Linked DNA regions of Mus musculus: all the other regions are linked to region 3. A link is a contact called in public HiChIP or PLAC-seq and promoter capture Hi-C data. All regions are on one chromosome and are shown on one strand. The core of a region is the stretch at or near the end of the contact, and the rest is flanking DNA. Distances in the headings are between cores, read along the strand shown. Region 1 holds the start of Catsperg1 (cation channel sperm associated auxiliary subunit gamma 1). Region 2 holds the start of 2200002D01Rik (RIKEN cDNA 2200002D01 gene). Region 3 holds the start of Fbl (fibrillarin). Region 4 holds the start of C230062I16Rik (a long non-coding RNA gene).

Region 1 (4,376 bases), core at 1,309-3,808, 1.0 Mb before region 3:
AGGGGGTTCGGTAAAGAGAGAGCCAAATGGGAGGACAGGTCTGGTAGAGAGAGAACGGACTGGAGTGAGGAGCGACTACTCTGCGAGGAAACAACCGGAGGCGAGGAGAGACCCCAAGGAGTAGAGAGGCCCCACGACCAGGAAAGGTTCCCAAGGGGGAAGGCTGGCCTGGCGGGGCGAGCTGGTGCTGAGGAGAAACCACCAGGGCGGGAGAAGGGCTTTAAAGAAAAGGGGTGCGACGAGCAGGAGGGCCAGGTTGCCCTGGACCCAGGGAGAAGAAGTGGCCAGGACCAGGGACGTGGTCAGGAGTGGAGACGAAGCGAGGATCCGAACTACTGCAACACTTGGGGCCTGAACCAGGACCAGGGGCGTGGCCAAGAGAGGAGACTGAGCGAGGGTTTGAACTACCGCAACACTCCGGCTTTGAACCAGGACCAGGGGCGTGGTCAAGAGAGAAGACTGAGCGAGGATTTGAACTACTGCAACACTCGGGACCTGAATCAGGACCAGGGGCGTGGTCAAGAGAGGAGACGAAGCGAGGATCCGAACCGCCGAGACACTCCGGGTCTGAGCCAGGACCAGGGACGTGGCCAAGAGAGGAGACGAAGCGAGGATTTGAACTACAGCAACACTTGGGGCCTGAACCAGGACCAGGGGCGTGGCCAAGAGAGGAGACGAAGCGAGGATTTGAACTACCGCAACACTCCGGCTTTGAACCAGGACCAGGGGCGTGGCCAAGAGAGGAGGCGAAGCGAGGATTTGAACTACTGCAACACTTGGGGCCTGAACCAGGACCAGGGGCGTGGCCAAGAGAGAAGACTGAGCGAGGATTTGAGCTACTGCAACATCCGGGACCTGAATCAGGACCAGGGGCGTGGTCAAGAGTGGAGAAGAAGCGAGGATCCGAACCATCGCGACACTCGAGGTCTGAGCCAGGATCAGGGGCGTGGCCAAAAGAGGAGACAGAGCGAGGATTTGAACTACTGCAACACTCGGGGCCTGAACCAGGACCTGGGGCGTGGCCAAGAGAGGAGACTGAGCGAGGATTTGAACTATTGCAACACTCGGGGCCTGAACGAGGACCTGGGGCGTGGCCAAGAGAGGAGACTGAGCGAGGATTTGAACTATTGCAACACTCGGGGCCTGAATCAGGACCAGGGGCGTGGCCAAGAGAGGAGACAGAGCAAGGATTGGAACTACTGCAACACTTGGGGCCTGAACCAGTACCAGGGGCGTGGCCAAGAGAGGAGACTGAGCGAGGATTTGAACTACTGCAACACTCGGTGCCTGAATCAGGACCAGGGGCGTAGCCAAGAGAGGAGACTGAGCAAGGATTCGAACTACTGCAACACGTGGGGCCTGAACCAGGACCAGGGACATGGCCAAGAGAAGAAACAGACCGAGGATTTGAACTACTGCAACACTCGGGACCTGAGTCAGGGCCAGGGGCGTGGTCAAGAGAGGAGACGAAGCGAGGATCCGAACCACCGCGACACTCGGGGTCTGAGCCAGGACCAGGGGCGTGGCCAAGAGAGGAGACAGAGTGAGGATTTGAACTACTGCAACACTCAGGGCCTGAACCAGGACCGGGGGCGTGGCCAAGAGAGAAGACAGAGTGAGCATTTGAACTACTGCAACACTTGGAGCCTGAACCAGGACCAGGGTCGTGGCCAAGAGAGAAGGCAGAGTGAAGATCCGCTCTACCGCGACACTCCAGACCGGAGCCAGGACCAGGGGCGTGGCCAGAAGAGAAAGCAGAGCCAGGATCTGATTTCCAGAACGACTCAGACCTTGAGCCAAGGCAAAGAGCCTAGCGAGTTCGGAGGTGTGGGCGAGGATTCACGAAAGGACAAGAAGACTCTAAGCCGGTTCCTGAGCAGGGCAGGAGCGAAAAGAAAGGGGCGTGGCGAAGAGCAGTGTGTGGGCGGGGAACCTTTTGAGGGCGGAGCCAAGTCCCCTGAGGGGCACAGTGGTAAGGAAAACAGGAAGTGCTCTGGCAAGGCAAGAAAAAAAAAGAGGGACTTGGCGAAGAGTAGGTTAGGAGTTCCAAGAACGGGAACAGAAAAGAGCAAAGCCAGGGCAAAGAGAGAGAGAGTAACTAGGAAGCAGGGTGAAAAGAGCCGCAGGGGTAGGGACAGTAGTAAGAGCAGGGGCGGGGCGAGGAGTATTAGTAGGGGAGGGGCGAGGAGTATTAGTAGGGGAGGGGCGAGGAGTATTAGTAGGGGAGGGGCCGGGAGAAAGAGCAGGGGCGGGGCAAGGAGTGTTAGTAGGGGAGGGGCCGAGAGTAGGAGCAGGGGCGGGGCGAGGAGTATTAGTAGGGGAGGGGCCGAGAGTAGGAGCAGGGGCGGGGCGAGGAGTATTAGTAGGGGAGGAGCTGGGAGTAAGGGCGTGGCAAGGCCTAAGAGCAGGGCCCGGGCAGAGAGTAAGGGGCCCCAAAGCCTGATCAAAGGTGGAGCTAGGAAGAAGAGTGGGAAAAGGGGCAGGAACTGAGCGGTTTCCTAGAGATCAGCCTCAGCTAGCCAACTTGCAAGTGGGTGTTAATCCCCACGTTCTCCAGGTTCTAGCTACATGGTGTCCCGGCCAGCCATGTCCCCGGTCAGCCCTGTGTGGCCGAGAAAACCAAACCTTTGGGCATTCTGGGTACTGCGGCTAGTGCTATTGCTGTCGTTGAAGTCGTGGGCGGAAGATACCTTACAGCATTGCACCTGGCTTCTTGTCCTGAACAAGTTCGAGAAGGTAGGCTTGCATCTCTCCAAGGATCGATTTCAAGATCATGAGCCCATCGATACAGTGGCCAAGGTGTTCCAAAAGTTGACAGACTCGCCAATCGATCCGTCAGAGGTGAGGGAAGTGAGATCAAGAGTATCAAAGAGATTTGGGGTCAGTAAATAGAGAGATCTCGAGTCAGTACACCAAGTGACTAGGTATTTCCTCCACCTTTCTTTACAGAACTATTTGAGCTTTCCTTACTACTTGCAAATCAACTTTTCCTGTCCGGGACAGGTAAGAGTTTACAGTATGAGTAGGCTGATTTCTGTAAGTCTCCAGTTTCCCATTTTCAGCAGTGTTTTTTCAATACAGTTTAATAGTAGTCTCCACCAACCCTGAAGGCATTAAAGATTCAGTCTCCCACTAGGTACAAGAACACAATAGGGACAAAAAGTGAGCACAGCACTCCCCCCCCCACGGGGCCCCATTTTAAAATTGAGATGTAGCTCTTATTTTGTTTAGGGGCCTAGGGACAGAATCCAAGGCTTTGTACATGCTACCACTGCTACCTGCTACCACCCTGTTCTCAGCCCCTAAAGGTGTCGTTCTAAAGTATACAGATCAGTACATTTTAGTGTATCTACAGAGTCAGGCAACCGTTTCAGCTCCATTCTGTCATTCCATGACAGAAAAACTGTGACCAAGGCAACTTATAAACCAAAAGTCCATGAGCAGCACAGTAGGGAACCCGGTGGGACCACCATGGCAGGTACTTCCATCCACAAGCAGGAGGCAGAGAAAGCGAACTAGGAATGGTGCAGACCTCAAGGCCTAACACCCCTGGTGACACATCTTCTCCATGAAGGCCATATGTAATCCTATTCAGTCAGACCCACAGCTAAGGACCAAGCATTCAAACATAGGAGCCTGGGGTGTTCAAACAGTACCTCACTTAAGCAATCACACTAACCTCATTATCTTTCTCCGGAACGTTCCTATTATCCTCCAATAAGAACCCTGTGTCTGGGCCGGGCGTGGTGGCGCACGCCTTTAATCCCAGCACTCGGGAGGCAGAGGCAGGCGGATTTCTGAGTTCGAGGCCAGCCTGGTCTACAAAGTGAGTGCCAGGACAGCCAGGGCTATACAGAGAAACCCTGTCTGGAAAAACCAAAAAAAAAAAAAAAAAAAAAAAAGAACCCTGTGTCTAATAGTAGTTATTCTCTCTTTTAAAAAAAAAGCATTCATCTTATTTTTAATAGGTCTATGCATGTGCATGCAGTTGCCTGTGGAGGTCGGAAGAGGGTGATGAATTCCTGGGATTGGAGTTACAAGCTATTGTGGCTTGACATAGATGCTGGCAATCATGCTTTGGTCATCTAGAAGAACAGTTACACACTCTAACCATTGAGTCAGCCATCTCTCTGGCCCCACCCTCTTCCTTTCAGGATATAGGATAGTGTTACTTAACCCGGGCTGGCCTTGAACTCAGAACAGTTCTTGTGCCCCTGTCTCTCAAGTACTGGGATTATAGGTATGAGCCAGCATGCCAACCTTCCTTTGCCTATTTTGGTTGGTTGGTTGGTTGGTTCTTTAGGACAGGGTCTTTCTACAGAGTCCTGGCTATCTTGGAACTCACAGAGATCTGCCTGCCTTTGCCAGGATCAAAG
Region 2 (4,597 bases), core at 315-2,814, 1.1 Mb before region 3:
CCTGTCTCAAAAAAAGAGGGTGGGTGGGTACTAGAGAGGTGGCTCAGCGATGAAGAGCACTGGCTGCTCTTTCAGAGGACCTGGGTTTGATTTCCAGGACCTACATGGTGGCTCACAAGGGTAACCCTAGCTCCAGGGACCCCTGTACTGCCTTCTGGCTTCAGGCAGCAGGCATGAATAGGTGTGCATACATAGGCAAACATCATTATAGGGAAGAATTTAAACTGTAAAGAGGTAAGGTGCTAGAAGGTGGTTAGGGGTATTTGTTGTTCTAGTGGCTCAAACCCAAGGATGGCTTCCACAGACAGCAGCAGGCCTCCACAAACACACACACACACATTTAAAAATAAAGTTTTTCAGGTAATGGGAAGCACCAAGTATGTGCTGGAATGACACGCGTGGAGCCTGCATGACCAGTGCAGGCATTTCTGCAAATGGACATTAAGCAGGCATCCAAGGTGGCACATGGCCACCTTGATCCTTGAAGTAGCCACCTGTTCCTGCTGAGAGGTGGGCGCTCACTTTTGGAATATACAGGTGGGTGTTTTGTTTTGTGTGCACGTGCCTGGATGTGCACCTGTGGAAGTCCAAAGACGGTGTGCAGGCGTGAGTTCTCTTAGGTGGTTCCGGGTGATTAGATTCACCTCATTAACCTGGCAATTCTACACAATGAGCCACCTCACCAGCCTCCTTATTTTCTTGAGTCAGGTATATTGCTGGGTGGCACAGAACTCACTCTGTAAGGCCAGGCTGGCCTTGAACTCAACTTGCCTCTGCCTCCTGAGTGTTAGAATTAAAGGTGTGTGTCACCAAGCCCAGCACTCTTATGCTGTGTAGCCCAGGCTATGATAGAGTCTTCAATCCCCCTGCCCCAGTCTCCTGAGCAGTGGGCTTACAGTACCTAGCTTAGAACTAATGTTGATGTTCCCGAAAGTCACATGGTGAAGCCATATCCCAAATTGGAGGTCTTATATTCAGACATGGAGAGCCAAGACTAGAAGCAGGAAGCAGACCATCTCTGTACTGGGGCTCTCTCCCTGCCTATGCCTAGCTTCCAGCCCCGAGCCTTGCCGACTATGAGGTAAACTGCTGCTTAAGCACTAATCTGTTATGTTTAACAGCCCAAATTAAGACACCTGCCTTTACCCAAACAACGCAACACATTTCACCACCATGCACTCTGCCAAGCACCAGCCTAGGAATTCAACCCCACCACCCCAGGGTACAACTTTGCTGGTGCTTTTCAGCTGCCGCCAGGGCGCACTAGTCTGGCCACCAAATTCTTCAGACACTACTTATCTCAGCTCGGAGGAGCTGAGAACCAGACCTCGTTGCTCCCAGAATGCACTTTAACTTTGTTCAGTGTACGGAACGGCTTTCCGGAAGCAAGTACCCCCGCAAAGGGACCAACTGATGACTAGTCTCACCCCCTTTCTCCCAGACACCTACAGCCACTTCTAACCCCACTTCCCACTTAGGAAAGTCTGGGTGGAGCCGGGAGCGCCAGTGCAGTGAGTCAGGGCCAGGGAGCTGAGGGACAAAGGTCCGGAGGGTGAGGCTTCGCGGAATTCCTGAGATGGGCAGGTCGTGCAGTCCCACCCCCTGCCCTAGGCTCTGCCTAAAGTTTCCGGCCATCCAGACTGGTCACCGCCATGGAGTTTGACTTGGCCGCAGGTAAGTTCCCCGGGGAGTGGTGGATTTGCTGTGTAAGGGGCCAGACTCAGAGCCTGGGAATACTGAAGGGAAGCTACGTCGCCTACATAACCATGTAACTCCCCTCTCCTCCGCAGCCCTGGGCCCTGGTTCTAAGAAGCCAGAGGGGGCAGGCCATGTGGGAGACCCCAAACACTGTCCTCTTAAAGCGCCGGGCGGGCCAGAGGCAGGCGCTGCTCACAAGCCGAGGGTAAGTCACTTCATCACCGGCACCGAGTCCCGAGGGCCCGAGATGAGAACTGGCTTCCGTCCTTGGTCCTCGGCCACACATCAGCCTTCCAGTTTGGGTTGGAAGCTGCTCGAGTGGGTCCCTGTCCTCACTGTAACCACTCCCTCCCCAACCCCCATCTAGCGTGTCTCTGGCAGCTCCTCCGACTCCAGCAGCAGTAGCAGCTCCAGCGACTCAGAGGCAGAGGGGAAGGTAAGAGACGGTCCCTCTCCCAGTGTGTCCTCTCGCACCTCAGACCCAGGCCCCGCTGCGGTCAGGGTCACGTTAGGCTCCTTGCCGAGGTGAGTGGGGCGGGTCCAGTACAGCTTTCAACCGGGCCACCTCCTCTCCTACCCACCGTCCTTGGCTCTCCAGGAGTATGCCGCTGGCTGCAAGAAGCATGAACGCTCCTCAGACAAGGCCAAGAAACCCAAGGTGAAGAAGGAGAAGATGGAGAAGAAGGAGAAGAAGGAGAAGAAGGAGAAGGAGAAGAAGGAGAAGAAGGCCCCCCATTGACTTATTAAACTTGCAGCCCTTTCCGCTCCCCAGCGCCCTCTGCCGGTCAGAAGTGGAGGCTGCGCCGAGCCCATCAGGTTTATTGTTGCGGGTGTGCAGTAGGCGACATGAGCACCTTGGCTAGGAAGGAGGGCGCGGGCCTGGAGGGCGGGAGCCCTGGTCAAGCGAGATGAGTGTGGGAGCTGGAGGCCAGGCCGCAGCTCACCGTACAAGGTGGAAGGTGAGCCAGTACATGAGTACCGGCTGCGCAGCTGCCACTGCCATAGTCAGGTACATGCGCAGCTGGTTCCGCGCCCCACGCACTGGCACTCCTTCGGCCGCTGCCTGGGCCAGGATCTTGAGCCGCAGTGTCCGGATCTGGGTGGTAAGGGTAAAGTGGGGGTCCCGTAAGTGCCAGGCAGCTCGGGATGAGTCCCTGCCCCTCTGTGGCCTCCAGTTTGTGTTCCTAGAAGGGTCTTTTGAATAGCTACCTCCCCCAAGCCCTGTGAGCAAACCTTTGCAGAGGCAAAGGCCAGAAGAGAGGCTAAGAATTGTAGATCCCGGCCTGAAGAGCATGGCCTAGCTGCTTCCACCTACTGGGAGACAGTTGCCTTCACGCAACGCAGATCCTCACAGACACTAGCCCAGTGCCCTACCACAGAGTAACACTCCCAAAACACGCCAGCTCCAGAAGACAAACTAGAAGAGCTATTTCCTTTTTGGTTTGGCTCAGATGCCTTCCTCCCCCTCCTTCTCCCCCTCCCGCGCTCTTTCTCTCTGGGAGGCAGGATCTTGACATGTAGACCAAGGTGGCCTCGAGTTCCTGGTGATGGATCTACTTGAGCCCTGGTATGCACGTCAGCGCAGCCTGCAGGAGCTTGGTAGCGAGCGCCCTTCACCTGCTTAGCCACCTCACTGTTCCCGATGTTTCTTTGGGGGTGTGTGTGTGTGTGTGTACCTATATTTGTGGGAGTTAGAGGACCCTTTACCAAGTAGGCTAGGCTGGTACCAATGAGCCCCACATTCCTAGCTCTGAGATTATAAGAATAGATCTACTTTGGGCTCTTTTTTTTTTTAATGTGGGGTCCAAGGATTGAAGTCAGGTCTTCCTTACTGATGGAGCCATCTCCCAGCTCCCTTAAAGTAACATGATGACAAGGCTTATGCTTGTGGACCAGGGCCCGTGTTACCCTCTGCTTCCCCCTCATGCTCGGTCTAAATCCTCCCAAGACTCCGGTGCAGTCACCAGGCATCCCATTTTACAAAAGAAACTGAGGCTTAAGTAGAGGAGGTGATTCACTCCGAGTACACGGCAGTCCAAACATGGCCCCTAGTCAGTATTTTACCACAGCTGGAGGGACTCAGGGGCATATTGGCAGAAAGCCCAGCATACAGAGACAGAAGTAAGAGTGAGAGCCCAAGCAGAGCCTGTGTACTGGGCAACCCTGGCCCTAGCCTAGCATCCAGGCTGGCTCTTGCTCTCAGAAGGGCGCACAGAGTCTGCCTCTTCCAGGAGGCTCTCCTAGCCCCCAGATTTGGTACTTGGATGCTCCAAAGACCTCCCCAAGCCTGCCTGGGAAGCCTGGGGCCTCAGCCTTGCCCGCCCTGATCCCCACTCACCATGAATACAAAGATGGACACACAGCACCAGGCAAGCACCAGGTAGTAGCCGATCTTTCCAAAGAGCAGACCCGTGAGGACGCCGCCAATCATCCTGAGGGGGAAGGGGGGAGGGGAGAATCAGTGTGAAGAGGCCAAGGTCTGGGACTGGCAGGCAGGGCAGGAGCACTCACCCCACATATTTGTAGCCCAAGAAGGCCACCAGGTCAATGGTGGTGAGGTCGGTGTTGACAGTGACCAGGTAGAGACTGAGCAGGATTGCTACGACTTCCAGAGTCAGCCAGGCCAGAGCTGAGCTCGCCTGCAGTCCCAGGAGGTCTGGGGAGAACCTGCCGGAAGAGATGTCCCCTGAGCATCACCCGGGGCAGCCCTGTGTCAATGGAACAGAGACCACCAAGGATCTGGGTCTGTCCCTAGACAGTGACACTCAAGTCAGGGCTTAGATGGGGGACCTCAGAGCCCTGTGAGGGGTACCAGGAAGGTTCCTCCCGATAAAGAAAGGGCAGCTGAGCTGAAGCCTGAAGTCAGAACTGGTGGGGAAGGGGCCTTGCTTCATCTTGG
Region 3 (4,332 bases), core at 375-2,874:
CAACTCAGACACATAATACTCAATGTGTTATCAGGATCCATTTCTGGTCCTGGGGTTTTGAGGAAAATGAACCGAAAGGACTCACTACTCAACAAGACTTTTATGTTCACACACAGTCTGCTGTTTTAGAATCTGCTTTTCTCTACAAGTCTCCCCACCTCCAAACTAGCAACTCCAGCAACTGCTGCAATCACATGCCTGCAACCCAGCCACTTGGGAAGCCGAGTCTGAGGCTAGCCTAGGCTATTACAATAAGATGCCATTTCAATACACAAACATGAAAATAAAGGACCTTGTTGAGAATCGTCCACCATACTTTGTAGCACACCTCTGTTTAAAACAATCTCCCCCAAAGCTGCTTCGTATTCAAGACACAAACTGTCACAGAAGATTCGACTGTTCAACAATTCTCATTCTATCGTGTGATGGAGAAAGGTTGAGGGGAAAGCACAAATCACAGGATGCCAGGAGAACATCCAGACTAGCAATCCCTCCACCTTACTTCCCCAGACATCCAGAACAGAGCCCCAGATAGATATTCAACATGTCTGGGAGGGAGAGATGGGTCACTATCGCCTGCAGTGACTTACTCTCCATCTGTCCACAGGAACATGTGTGTCCACGCCAGACAAAAACCTGCAGTGGTGAAAACTGATCCTTCGGCAACAGGAAAAGCTCATGCTATCACGACTAATGTAGAACAGACTGGTGTTACAAACTCATTATCTAACTGTCTCCGCTTTCCGAGTGCTAGGATTGACAGCCCAGAGTAACCTATCACCAAGAAAACCACTTATCCATTAAGAACTCAAGAGAGAAACGAGAACTTTCTATTGTCAAAGCCAGAACTCTCGCCATCATCCACCATACAGTGGGCTCATCAGAAAAAAACGCGGGAAATAGGTGAGATGGATACATTTGTCAGGCCAGCCGTGGTGGCGCACGCCTTTAATCCCCGTACTCTGGAGGTAAAGGCTGGTGGATCTCGGCCAGCTAGGATCACGTGACAAGACGCTCTCAAAATCCAAACCTAAACCAACCCCTCTCAATTCCAATCACCTACCCCGCTAATAGCCGGGCTAGTAAAGTCGCTCTCACTACAGAGCAGGGACTCCCAGGTCCCCAGAGCCTCTACTCCTACAAGCCTTGGGTCCCGCCCCTCCCGGAAGCGCGGCGAGCGCCAGCCTGTGCACGCGAGCGCCGCACACCACGGAGCCGGAGATCCTCATTTACCCGGGGGGAAGCTGGGTTGGGGACCAAGGTATCGTTGACAGGGAGTGACAGTGGGTGACGGCGGCAACAGGGAAGGCTTGGGGTGGAGACAGGGGCCCTTTCATCTGCGACCCAAGTCGGATCCCCTAAAGCAATGCTCGGAGATCCAAGCCCCAACTCTGGGTCAGGGTCTGGAGGGCCGCACCGGCCGCTCTGAGGCGGCAAGCTTGTAGGCCGGCCGGTGAGCCGAGCTCACGGCCACATCCCCCGGCCCCGAGCGGCCGCGGTCCCCGCCCGCCGCGCCTAGAGCCCCCGACTCCTGCCCGCACCGTGGTCCTTACCTGGCTTCATTACTGCGTTCTGGTCGCGCGATTCAGGCAACCTGCGGCGTCCCCGACTCCACGAGTCTCAGGCTTTCGCACGTGGAAAGGAGCGCCTGCGCGCGGTGACGCACGGCGAGTGACGGAAGCGCGTAACCACGCCCCTTAGACGCGCGTCCCGTCTCCCGGAAGTCGGAGTCGGCCCCTTGGGTGGGAGTTCTGAATCCTTTTCCGGCTCTGTCGTGTCTCTACGCTCCTCACTTTTTCCTAGAGTGGCAAATTTTATCACAAGTGCGCTGCGACTTTTCCTCTCACTTATGCTAGCACTCCAGGAATCAGGGGTTATACCGATTTTTAAAAATTTATTATTTTTCAAAGACTTTAAATTTTTAAAATTTTATCCTTAGAAGTGTTTAGCTTGCATATTCGTCTGTCTGTGCACCACGCATACGCCATGGAAGTCAGGAGAAGGCGTCAGATCCCCTGGAACTAGAGTTACCGGCAATTAATTGTGAGCCGCCAAATAGGTGCTGAGACCCGAACCTGAGTCTTCATCAAGAGCATTATGTTCTCTTCACAGCTGAGCTATCTCTCCAGCACAGCCTTATGTTTCTGTTTGTTGTTGAGGTTTGTATTTTATGACAGGGTTTTGCAGTGGGGTCCAGGCTGAGCTGGAACTCGGGATCTCCTATGGTACACTTCGCTTTTCTATTTCTCCTTCCTTTTCCTTTTCCGCTCAAAGAGCTCCCTCCTTTACAGCGAAGAACAGGCATCTCACTGCTTCTGCTCTCTACCCCTGGCCTCTTACTGGAAATCTTCACTCACCCAAATGTTGTCGCAGCTGCTCCCAGGCCACTGCTGGTTTGCAGTTGTTTCTGCCTCTGTTCCTCCTCTTCAGGTCATGAATTCAGCCCACCCTACTGATAAAGATCACATCAGTCGAGCAACAACTGTTGCAGAAGGCCCAGTGTTAATGTTGCACCACCAGGAGGCAGCACAGGAGCGACCGGTCTCCAGAAGAAGCGTCCTAATAGCCAGAACTTACAGCCTTCCGTGCAACTGAAAGATCATTTGCACTAACCGCTGACTTTTTGTTGGGTTACCAGGGGAAATGGTTTCCCTCTGGCCTTGGTGAAGTGGCTGCCAAGGATTATAGAGGCTTCTGATGGCAAAAAGTCCATGTTAAACTCTTGGGGATAGTCAGGGCCAGGATAGTGCCTCCTAGAGCAGGAGTTGTCTTTTAGCATTAAGTGGTGGTCCATGCAGTATAGCTTCCTGGAGGTGTCTGTGGAGCATTCAAGAGCTGCCAGGCTGCCATGACAGTAGACCAGCTGGCTGCCAAGAGGGGTTTGCTTGGATGGTAGTCATTCAAGGCAGCCAAGTGCCAGGGAAGGGCTGGATGGTTGCCAGGGTGACAAATCACCCTAGCATCCAGCACTGGTTTTTGTTTTGTTTTAGACAAAATAAGCATTAAAGGGGATTCTTACAAGCCTGTAAGACACTGAAATGTTTTAGTGCTTACACATTGTGTGTGTATGTGTTCACGAGTGTGTGTGTGCCCACACACATGCAGGTATGCAGAGAATGGAGGAGGATGTACGGTGTTCTGCTCTATCACCCTCTCTCTTATTCTCTTGATTTAGGATCCTCACTGAACCCGGAGCTAGGCTGGTGGCCAGAAAGTCCCCTGTCTCACCACTACCACCCCAGCCCTGGTGTTACAGACACACAGGTGACCACTTCAATTTTTTAAGACAGGCATTAGGATTTGAACTCAAGTCCTCATGCTTGCTCAGCGCAAGATTTCTTACTTGCTGAGATACCTCCCAAGCTCCTAGGATTTCTTAAAAAATTAATTTAAATTCTTTCTTTCATTCTTTTTTTTTTGTTTGTTTGTTTGTTTGTTTGAGACAGGGTTTCTCTGTGTATCCCTGGCTGTCCTGGAACTCACTCTGTAGACCAGGCTGGCCCCAAACTCAGAAATCCGCCTGCCTCTGCCTCTCAAGTGCTGAGATAAAAGGCGTGCACCACCACTGCCTGGCTATTTTTATTATTATTATTATTTATTTAAAAAGTTCAATAAGGTCTGAACTTGGCAAGTACTATGTAAGAGTCAGCTAGGAAGTACTAGTTGTGAAGGTATGAGAGGGGTCGTGGAGAGCAGCTGAGATTTGGTAACATATGGCGGTGTTAGAGTCCCTGTGGAGAGGTCACTCGTGAAGGTGTGGCCTCAATTACAAAGGAGGTCCCAGGTTACTGCAGATGCCAAGACTGCTGAATGTCCACCAAGAACAGCGGCAGGTGTGATGTGGAACCAGGTTAAACCTGAGACAAGCTGTGTGCTGAGGACTGCAGAGTTGGAGAAGCTGGACTACCCAGGCTTTTGGGTGCTGGTGGGACTGATATAGGGCTGAGCCCTGCACTAGTGCTTGGAATTTTTAAAGAAACCTTGGACTTTTAGACTGCTGAAAAAATTTAAAGACTTAAATGTTTGACTGTGTTTTAAATTATGACATTCACACAAGACTTTGGGGGACAAGGAATTAAATGGTTATGCTTAAGGTGAAGTTTTTGTGGATCAACTTGATAAGGGATGGAGTGTCCTAGAAGAGTCCACTGGGGGTGGTACCATTCCTAGGCATGTGGTTGTAGGCTGTATAAGAAAACTCGGTAAGCACAAGCCTGGAAGGAGCCAGCAAGCAATGCTCCTCCAGTGTTTCTACTCTGATCTTGCTCGGGTTCCCAACTTTCCTCAGTAATTGATGGCAACCTGCAAAATGCAGTAAAGTCCTTACCTCTC
Region 4 (4,106 bases), core at 1,434-3,933, 1.8 Mb before region 3:
GTATATCTAATAACGTCCCCCTCCCCAGTGGTGATTGTTTTGTTTTGATGGAGAGAGAACGGCTAACTGGTACAAGGGTCTAGTTGACTAGTAAATGGCTCCGTTTCCTTAGGATCTAGTTAGTATGTAGACATTGCTCAGCAATGGTGTTTACAATCCTACGTTAACAGTCCAGTAACACTGTCGGTCAGAACAAGGAGTCTACGAAGTATAGACAAAAGCATGTTTCTGACAAAATTGGAAGATAGCAATGAAACGCTGCAAGAGAACACCCAGCCATGATTACAAAAGTGGTTGCAAATTCACACAGTTTTAAATGTCACTGAACTTCAAGGTCTCTTAACTCTATAAACTCCACACCCTGACCCCATAGTCTAGTTCTCACACACACGTATTCACGTAACTCCTCCTTCTGCCTGCTACCAAGAGTTTGTGACTCCGGAGGACCATCCCCATCATAAAGAGGTAGACAATCTCGGGAGAGAGCCCTGATCCAAGGGAACTAAACAAACTCAGCCGTGCTCTCTTCCTGGCTCAGACTCCCTAACCCTGAAAGTCTCATAGCCGAGGGCCAGTTTTTCATTTGGGTGAGCACAGGTCTCGGGCCGCGAAGGGCTCTGGGAAATGTAGTTCAAAGCAAGAACGCAAGGGATCCTTTCGGATTCTTCTCAGTTGCAAGTTGCACCCCCAGGCTGTGAATGCCAGGCCGCGGGGTAGCCGCTGCTACAAAACCCGCCCAGGCTCAAGCCGGTCCCCCTGCCGCAGCGCCGCGCCCTTACCCGAGCCTTGGCCACTCTCCTGACTCGCACGCCGAAGGCCAGACCCGCCCGGCGAGCCGCGCGGCCCTCTGGGAAGTGCTACCCTGCGCCTAGCGGACCCAGGTTTGTGGGTCTTCTTTCCCAGCCTAGCAGCACCAGGCCGTAGCCCGGAGGCTGTGAGCCTTGGGCGGCGTCGGGTTGGGGGATCGAGACCCGTGGCCCGGCTCAGCGTTGAGTCCCGGAAGCCGTGAGCTGGAGGCCAGGACTCTTTGTGCTGGGTGGAAGCCAGGGCCCTGTAGAGCGGTCGCGGGTGTGGGTAGAGGACGGGATGCCTGCGGTTTGCAGCAGCCGTGATGTGACTATAATTTGCTCGTTATCCTTTATGTGCCTTTACGAACGTGGGTGCACATGTGATGGCTGAGATAATGAATGAATGCATTAATGAAAAACTCTGTGGGTGGAAGTTAGGCGGGTAGGATTGTGTGGAGATGTGTGAAGACCGCGTTTGAACGAGTGCTACCTTTAGCCGTTTATAATAATTGAAAATATTTTTATATGAAGCATCAGTATCTCCAGGACTTGACTATTTTCCTGTATTGACAAACTGTCTTGTGTACATGACAGGCGAAATTCATTTGCCTTGCAGCCCAACTCCATTTCCCAAATAGCAAGATACAGAAAAGCCCAAAGACTAAAAATTATTTATTTCTCCTAGTCAGTCATGCAGCTCCTGACAAATTGACTTCTTTACACTCGTGAGCATGAACGCGTACATTTATGTGCTCATATAAAGAGCATGGCCTCTTAAAAGAGCAGTAACGGGCTGGAGAAATGGCTCAGTGGTTAAGAGCACCGGCTGCTCTTCCAGAGGTCCTGAGTTCAATTCCCAGCAACCACATGGTGGCTCATAACCATCTCTAATAGGATCTGATGCCCTCTTCTGGTGTGTCTGAAGATGGCTACAGTGTACTCACATAAAATAAACAAATCTAAAAAAAAGAAAAAAAAAGAGCAGTAACATCATATATACAGTTCTGTAACTTACGGCTCTTATTTAACCATTGATGTTGTTAACATATTGACATCAACAATTACACATTTCAAGTGTATACCATTTAAACACACACACACAACACACACACACACATATATATATCCTGATTAATTTCTGTTTTCAACCTCTTGAAGTTATAAACCAAGTTCATGCAGAACTGTTTGGCAATGCTGTAATGTACCCCATTTCCTCCCTCATACCTCCTCTTGTTTCCTCCCTCTCTTCGGGTGGCTTTTAGAAGTGGAGTTGATATGTTAACAAGCATATCCTTATTAAAATCTTCCAAAATCTAAATAATTATACCCAATGTAAAGTTCTAACATCCTACAATATTACTGAAATAATCAATGCATCAGTATTTCAGTAATATTGGAATAGAGATATACCCTGGATAGCAATGAATACTGTAAGTAACAGAATCTTTACCTTCATAGTTATAAAATAAAATTTAGGTTGCAATGAGAGACCAAACCTTTTGGGTTCAGACTCCGTCTCCTCTTAGAGAACCTGACCTAAGGTGGAACTTAAAGTTAGCTAACAGGCCAATAGCTAGCATCAGTTTCCAGGCTACACCCCAACAAGACCTGTGCCTACCAGTTTCCAGGTTACCCCCCAACAAAACCTGCTTCTGGCACCAGATCTGCACCTCCAGGTTACAAGCCTGACCCTGACACTTCCCTTCCTAACAACCAACATAAGGAGGAAAGCAGGAGTTAAGTTTATGGTTTGGCTTAAATTTATATTAAAGGCCATAATGAATCCCCAATCAGGTGTGCACCAGGCTAGATACCTTCTTCTTGCCTCTATAAATGCTTGCCTGAAACTGAACTCAGGGCACCGTGTTTCTGCTGTGTCAGGGTTGGCAGGGAGCCCATGAGACCCTAATGTGACTGCATTGGATGGGGCTCCTTGGTGGTCTTTTTGGGGTTCATGAAGGTTTCATGGCACAACAGCAGTACTCGTTAGCAAGATCAATCATTTAAGTAAAGATCTCTTTTGTGATTTGTTTCCTAAGGTGGTGCTCTGTTTTCAGCTCTCATTTTCAGAGTTCTTCCTGCGCTGAGGAGCCTTTTATAAACTCAATATTTATTGAATGTTGGACATATATCAGTCAATTGTTGGTGTGTGGGATATAGCAGCGAACAAAAGAAGCAGTGACCCCCCCCCCTCTCATGATGCTTACATTGCCGAGGACCAGATAATAAACAAAGTAAGTAAATATGAACCATATCAGATGCTGAAAAATACTTAGAAAAAAAAAAGTCAAAATAGGAGGCTATTTAGAATTAGAGATGGGAAGTAGAGTCTAGATGGAGGGCCAGGGAGGACAGAAAAGGAGCGGTAGATGACAGGAGGAACACAGCGAGGTTCAAGTACAACGGAGAAAGGGTTATTCCATACAGGGAACATGCAGTTGTCAAGGTTTTGATGTTTTCATGCTTGCTCTGATGAACACACTGGCAGTGGCTGAAACAGCCAAGGAGGGGGAAGGCCAGGGGTGGCTGGGTGGGGGGAGAGCAGAGGAAGTTGGGCTTCGTAGACCGCAGTACCTTGAGTGAGATGGGAGGTATTTTGAGCATGTGGATAATAATCTATCTGCTCAATGGCAGCTTTTGCTGCTCTGGTGACAGCTGGAAAAGGAGTGAAGAAGGGTCAGGGGTGGGGTGAGGGAGGGGGCAGAAAGACCAATTAGGAAGTTTTTTTTTGTTTTTTTGTTTTTGTAAGATTTATTTATTATATAAGTACACTGTAGCTGTCTTCAGACACACCAGAAGAGGGCATCTGATCTCTTTATGGGTGGTTGTGAGCCACCATGTGGTTGCTGGGATTTGAACTCAGGACCTTGGAAAGAGCAGTCAGTGTTTTAATCGCTGAGCCATCTCTCCAGCCCCAGGAAGATCTTAGAATAGTCCAGGGGAAATATGTTGGAGATCAGGACCAGCAGTAGTAACAGGCAGTACACTCAATACAGCATAAAACAGAGCTGTGGCGGTAGGTGGCTGCAAGAGCAGAGCCACCATGTGACTGTAACAAGATGGCACAGTGTTTATTCATAGACTGCAAATGTAAGTTAAGAATTCAATTCTTTTTTTTTTGGTTGCTTTGTTTGTTATTTGAGACAGGTTTTCCCTGTGTAGCTCTTGCTGTCCGGGAACTTGCTTTGTAGACCAGGCTGGACATGAACTCAGAGATCTGCCTGCCTCTGCCTCCCAAGTGCTGGGATTAAAGGCATGCACCACCACTGTCTGGCTAAGAACTCAGTTCTTGAGAATGGAGGGGGATCTTACTTGAGG

What was found. HiChIP or PLAC-seq counts read pairs in DNA pulled down with a chosen protein or histone mark. Capture Hi-C pulls out chosen DNA fragments and counts their contacts.
Region 1: a contact with region 3 is called in a promoter capture Hi-C map of liver, with 2.8 times the contacts expected there. The contact joins the promoter of Catsperg1 here to the promoter of Fbl in region 3. A contact is called at or near these places in 1 of 39 promoter capture datasets (liver) and 1 of 9 other capture datasets (liver).
Region 2: a contact with region 3 is called in an H3K27ac HiChIP or PLAC-seq map of large pre-B cells, with 4 times the contacts expected there. The contact joins the promoter of 2200002D01Rik here to the promoter of Fbl in region 3. A contact is called at or near these places in 1 of 39 promoter capture datasets (liver), 1 of 484 Hi-C or Micro-C datasets (CD4 T cells) and 1 of 115 datasets of contacts at active chromatin or transcription factors (large pre-B cells).
Region 4: a promoter capture Hi-C map of adipose tissue shows a contact between it and region 3, with 3 times the contacts expected there. The contact joins the promoter of C230062I16Rik here to the promoter of Fbl in region 3. A contact is called at or near these places in 2 of 39 promoter capture datasets (both in liver) and 2 of 9 other capture datasets (adipose tissue and liver).

The regions. Positions count from the first base shown.
Region 1 is chr7:29,209,107-29,213,482 of GRCm38.p6, reverse strand. Catsperg1 (cation channel sperm associated auxiliary subunit gamma 1) reads left to right here and starts at 2,558. Exons shown (of 28, transcript NM_001368407.1): 1 at 2,558-2,841; 2 at 2,950-3,003. The coding sequence starts at 2,569.
Region 2 is chr7:29,245,434-29,250,030 of GRCm38.p6, reverse strand. 2200002D01Rik (RIKEN cDNA 2200002D01 gene) reads left to right here and starts at 1,564. Exons shown (of 4, transcript NM_028179.1): 1 at 1,564-1,674; 2 at 1,791-1,903; 3 at 2,066-2,134; 4 at 2,297-2,510. The coding sequence starts at 1,653. The coding sequence ends at 2,437. Yif1b (Yip1 interacting factor homolog B (S. cerevisiae)) reads right to left here. Exons shown (of 8, transcript NM_001110201.1): 6 at 4,210-4,365; 7 at 4,037-4,130; 8 at 2,499-2,794. The coding sequence ends at 2,639.
Region 3 is chr7:28,167,040-28,171,371 of GRCm38.p6, reverse strand. It overlaps Fbl (fibrillarin), which reads right to left and starts at 1,624. Exons shown (of 9, transcript NM_007991.3): 1 at 1,554-1,624. The coding sequence starts at 1,563. Gm31024 (a long non-coding RNA gene) reads left to right here and starts at 2,510. Exons shown (of 2, transcript XR_001778069.2): 1 at 2,510-3,264; 2 at 3,447-4,099.
Region 4 is chr7:29,950,630-29,954,735 of GRCm38.p6, reverse strand. C230062I16Rik (a long non-coding RNA gene) reads right to left here and starts at 2,683. Exons shown (of 4, transcript XR_003946630.1): 1 at 780-2,683. Zfp74 (zinc finger protein 74) reads left to right here and starts at 671. Exons shown (of 6, transcript NM_178384.4): 1 at 671-881; 2 at 2,846-3,022.